2 separate regions of the Rattus norvegicus genome follow, and region 2 is linked to region 1. Evidence: chromatin contacts called from public Hi-C data. All regions are on one chromosome and are shown on one strand. Each heading gives the region's core, a stretch centred on a gene start, on an enhancer-like site or on the middle of the called end of the contact. The rest is flanking DNA. Distances are from core to core; before and after follow the strand shown.

Region 1 (2,700 bases), core at 171-2,670:
AGTAGTTATAATTTTGAGGGTTTTTTGTTTGTTTGTTTTTTGTTTGTTTTTATATTTTACCTCAAGAAAAGTAATATAAAAGGACTTTGACAACTCATAGACATCTTGGGAATGTGGTAGCACTGGGCCTCTATAATTTACCCTTTCCCAGGTCTGTTTCAGGATAAAGTACAGTGTCCCCCTCAAAGGACCACGATGAGGCATGAATTTCAATTTGGCCACTGTCTCTGTATTAGGTGCAAGGAAGTAACAGCAGCAAAACTTACCACCGTTTATTGTGAACTTATGTGCCAGGCACTGTAAACAATTCATCTTATATCTTCTATTACAATCTGTATGTCTAAATGGGTAAGGATGCCTCAGCTCACCATTCATAAACTGAAGGCATTAAGGTGGTATCTAGGAGGTGGAGCCTTACGGAATATGCAGATCATGAGGGTGGGGCCCCAAAGGGTTCTCTCTGGCCCCTTTTCTCAATTCAAAGATGCAGATCACTGCTGCTGTTCTCCGACTCCATTCTCCAGAAGTGAGAGAAAGAAGCCTCTGTTATTAGAAGCTGTCACAAGGTGCCTGGCTACAGAAACACCAGCACGCTCAGATCCTCAGCTGGGCAGAGCCTTGCCCAAAGAAAGTGCAGCTAGAACAGCCTAGAACATGGCAGGAGGAAGGATTCAAACCCAGTTCCCGAAGTACCCCGAGGAGTCCTGCTGATAGCTTGCCGATGCTCACTCCCTGCGTGGCAGGCAGAGTCGCCACAGCACTGCTCTGTATCTTCACGGGGTAGCTACACAAGGGCTAACTTCTGGAATTCAGCACTCTTCTGTCACGGTCTCCATTGGCCAGACTACCTATCTTAGACCTAAATAACACTACATAAGGAAAGGCATTTTATTTTTTCTCTTAAGATAACATTTAAACAGGACATCAGAAGACCGATTGTGCCAAAAATCCTTAAGTTCAGATGTCGACATCCATTGGCCTTAAACACAACCGCAACACCATCCACAACTGTAAGACAGTCTGGTTTCAGGGCCAGGCAGGAAGGCAGTCATGTAAGCGAGAGACACGAAGTTTATGAGTCCATCCCAGGACAGAATCCAGGAAAGAGTTTCGAGGACAGTCTGCTGTGCTCTCTAATCTACTGCATCATGTGGGTTCAACTGCGACCTGACCTTGTACCCCCGGTGCACACACCAGCCTCTTCGTGCCTAGCAAGTCTGTGCTGGAGTTTCCGTCACCTTTGTTCATCAAGCAGGTCCTTATGTAATCCTGTGCTTCGTTCCGTGCTCTTGTTGTCCCCCGAGTTGCCCGGTAAACATTCCTATTGGAAAATTCCAATCTGTCTCAGATGAAGTAAGAGGAAAAGCCATGTGTCCACACCCAGGCCAGCCCAGCCAAGGAGAGCAGAGGGCCCTTCCAGAACTGGCTTTGTCAACGTGGCCACAGTGTGGCTCTAGATGGAACTCATAAGGAGCCTGTGGAGGCTCTCTGTATTTGGTGTCAGAGACTCCAGGGACCTTGCTACATGGTGGTAATAGCTGTTTTGTGGAACCCAGCCTTTCTCTCTAAACCGCCAACATTTTTGTTCTTGTTGCTGTATGTTTGAGATCACAATACTTACTCAGCTTCATATCCGTCTCTAACTCCTTACTACTCGGGACCTCAAAGTCCAAAGCTGCTCATTTCAGTATCTCCAATGCTAAGGGAGAGAGAAACATAAATCAAAACGTATGCGTTATTTTTAAAATAACGGTGCGACATTGGGCTCTTAAATTTTTGTTGTTGTTTAAGCACCAAAAGAATGTTGAGAATTATTCTTTCACAATGGGTTGTTTGGATCCAAGTAAGTTTGAGAAGGGATGTTGGGATGTGTGCCCTACTGCCACCGCCGAACAGCCTCTCCACCAGGTGGCGCTCCCCTCTTGGTTCCTGCCATGAAAAAGCTTCAAAAGTCAGGCCAGAACAACTAGGGTGTTGACTTCCTTGAGCCCAATTTGTAAGTTCTGCCTTAGAGATTTGAATACTTTGTTGCCCTGGGGACACAGGACTTGGTGAGGCTAGCCACCTTTGATGCTGGAGTCTGGTGAGCCTGTAGAGGGAATGTGTCACAGGACCCATCTTCCTAGGTCAGTTCGTGTATAGGTGCTTAGGTCAGTGACAAGGGTGATTGGTTTGAGTAGCTTGATCTGTTGCACATTTTGACCCTGGCAATAGAACTGATGTCAGCTTTTGTGTTCCTGCTGTGGCCTCTGACATATTGACCTGGTCTCTGTAAACATGACCGAGTTTTGTGCTTAAGAGAGGAAATTTATAGAAGAAAGATTTTTGATCTATGGAATTTATAAAAAGAAAAGTGGAAAAAAATCCGAGTCCTATATGAGCCATGAAGAGAAGCCTTGAATAATCTTTAATATAAGTTTTTATTGCCTCCCTTTTGACTGCTTACAGGCTGTACTTACTCATGGACTGGTGCCTCCACACTCAATTTATGGTACTTGAGACAAAGCCCAAGGCTGTTAATTTGGCCCGTTGACAGTCTGCAGAATCTTCGGATCACCTGACTTCTCACCAGCTTTGAGAGAACATGCAATGGGCGGTCTCCCCACTTCCGCCTTGCACACCACAGGACCAGATCCTTAGAGGCTGGACATGGCTCATTTTCTTGAGAAAGCACTTTCATTTCTTATGATGCCTACAGGG
Region 2 (2,700 bases), core at 164-2,663, 86 kb after region 1:
TCTGACCATTCAGGTGCAGAAAGTAACCATCAAACTATTCACAAAATATTAATGACCATAGAGAGCAGGTCTAAGGCTGTTTACAGGCCAATGGGAGATGTAATTTCCATCTGCAGATGTGGACTTGCCAACAGTCTTAGCGTGACCAGGACAATGAGGGGTGATTTTGTGGGAACATGTATGCCCATGTTTGTCCAGCAGAGGTGGGCATGGGCTGGCACTACGTAAATTTGTCCACAAGCAAGCTCTATTCTTCCTGATTTGTGTAGTGAGGAGCTATTTTTATTTGTTTTCTGGTTAATGTCTCTGTGAGCAAAGAGGACGAGCTTCACACCGCACATGGATGCAAGGGTGAGAGTGAGTCTGTATGTGTCTGTGTGCTCTATGGTACAGAGCACACATACATAGGAGAGGGCACATGCCAGCCCCGGGATAGCAGTCAGTGCTGGCCACCTCAACGCAGTGCAACTTTAAGCAGTATTAGTGCTCTGATGCTGTCCGAGGGTGGACTGAGTGGGGTCTGGTTATAAATGAAGTCTTAGGCCCAGTGCCCAAGGTACGGCAAACCAGGGACACCTGCTCCCTTGTGAGTTTCCCTGGTGGTTCTTGGCCTGCTGCAAATCAAGGTCAGGTAGAGACAGGGCTGCTATTCACTTTCCACTTTTCAGTCCTTGGTGGAGAGGCATGTCCTTGAAGGAGACATAGCACTCCAGCCCTGTCTCTTGCTCATTTCTTGGCCGTGATATAAATGGCTTTGTTTCTCTCCATGTAGCCTGCCATGACCTGCTTCCTCACCAAACAACAGGCCAACCAACCATAGACTGCCAGCTGAAATACAGGCCTTTCTCTTCAAGTTGATCATCTTGGGTATTTGTTGTAATATTCAACTGCTCAACTCAGTCTCTCCCTTGTACTGTCTCTGCCACCCAGCAGACACCGGCCACAGTGTCCTCTCCTGTCCTGACAAAAACAAAACCCAAAATGCCCAGACTACCGTCTGCAATTCCCCAGGGCTGAAATTGTTTGTCTTGCCTCCATTGCATATTCCATGAGCAGTAGAACAAAGCCAAGCCTTACAAGGATTACTTACGAAGTTGTCTGTTTAATATGAGCAAATAAATAAACCACCCACAGCCTCCCTGAATTTATGGGTGCGATGTGATTCCACACACCCTGTTACAGAATAAAAGAAGTTTAAAATAATACTTGTTTCAAACAAGGTTCTTTTGCCTCAAAGCCCAAAGTGTTTTCTGAGATGGATATTAAATTCTAAAAATATTTAGAATTTTACAGTTAGGATCTTTAAAATGGAGCCTTGCAGTAGGGACAGAAGAAAGTGACACTAATATTAAACCATTTTAGATGGTGCAAGAGTCCTATTGAGCATTCCCAGAAGGGACATCTGCCAATCTGGGTTTCTGGCAAAAACATGAATCCCAGTTATCAAAGCTCTCAACTTGCCCTAAGGTCACACAGCCCAATGTTTTGCTTATGAATAATAGCTCCTTTCACTGGTCCCTTAGCCAGAGCTGCATGCCTCTGACAGAGGTAGCTGAAAGGTTCAATTTATACATGAAGAAGTGGGGCCAAGAGCAGCTCAGTACCGTTCAGAGACCTGGAAGGGTGGCCACACTTCTATGCCTAGACCCCTGGCCTCCCCTGCTTTTCCTCAAACCATATGCCTTGGTCACTGCAGCTTCCCAGGTTGCCCCAACTTCACCCAGTGGTTAGAACCTTAATTGGGAGCAAATGCAGACTGCAGAATTCACAGCAGGAATCACCAAGGAAACCTGTACTATCATCACAGGCTGCCCCCTGTGGTGGCACCAAACCACCAGCATTCTGAGATGCTTCACAGGCAGTTCTAACCTGCAGCCCAGCTGAGGCTGATTTCCGGAAGCTGGGCTTGCTGGACCAGACTTCCGGCAGAGTCTCTTGACCATCCCTATTCCGAATGACGAGTTTGGATGCTCAATATAGGCTTGCCTGAGCATCCACAAAGGGTAGAATCTCAGTTGACCCATGACGCTAAGTAAGAATCTGTGTCTCAAAATTTGCTTGCATACCATTGCTGAAGATTTTAGAGCCCTGACGCCTGGCAAACCTGAGAGTCACACTTTTTCGTGAGAAATCACAACCCCAAGTTTTTACATCCCTGTCTGTGTAAATACTCTGAGTCTCTTTGCGGGGAAACTGGGGAACTGAGGTAACAATGCAGGTGATAACTCTCTCCATGGCTGCCCCTGTGTCTACAACATCCCCAGAGTCAGGAAATGGGAGAGCAAATAAAATCATGTATGGCAGTGTGTCACCTGTCCCTGAATTTTAGGGACAGAAGATTGCTGGGACAGTATATCATTTTCTGTTTTCTTTCTTCTCTCTCTGTCTCTTTCTCTGTGTGTCTCTGTCTGTCTCTCTGTCTGTCTTCCCCTTCCTCCCTCCCTCTATCCCTCCTTCTCTCCCTCCCTCCCCCTCCCTTCCTTCCTTCCTTCCTTTTTCTTCTTCCTCCTCTTCCTCCTCCTCCTCCTCCTCCTCCTCCTCCTCCTTCTTCTTCTTCTTCTTCTTCTCTCTCTCTCTCTCTCTCTCTCTCTCTCTCTCTCTCTCTCTCTCTCTCCCTCTCTCTCTCTCTCTGCCTTACTGGCCTTGAACTTGAACATCTCTTGCCTTTATCTCTAAATTGCTGAAATTACAGGCTTTAGT

Evidence for each region. A called contact is a pair of places that touch in the nucleus more often than the background predicts.
Region 2: a Hi-C map of liver shows a contact between it and region 1, with 4 times the contacts expected there. The contact joins two enhancer-like sites. A contact is called at or near these places in 2 of 12 Hi-C or Micro-C datasets (hepatocytes and liver).

The regions. Positions count from the first base shown.
Region 1 is chr17:30,327,946-30,330,645 of GRCr8, forward strand. No RefSeq gene overlaps it. Among named protein-coding and RNA genes, the nearest start is that of Fam50b, 65 kb to the right of the region's middle. Within about 2 kb of position 1,421, at least 8 of the 93 cell types and tissues checked have an H3K27ac peak or open chromatin away from gene starts, as enhancers often do. A contact at or near this core is called in liver, where this site is marked.
Region 2 is chr17:30,414,283-30,416,982 of GRCr8, forward strand. No RefSeq gene overlaps it. Among named protein-coding and RNA genes, the nearest start is that of Fam50b, 21 kb to the left of the region's middle. Within about 2 kb of position 1,414, at least 5 of the 93 cell types and tissues checked have an H3K27ac peak or open chromatin away from gene starts, as enhancers often do. A contact at or near this core is called in liver, where this site is marked.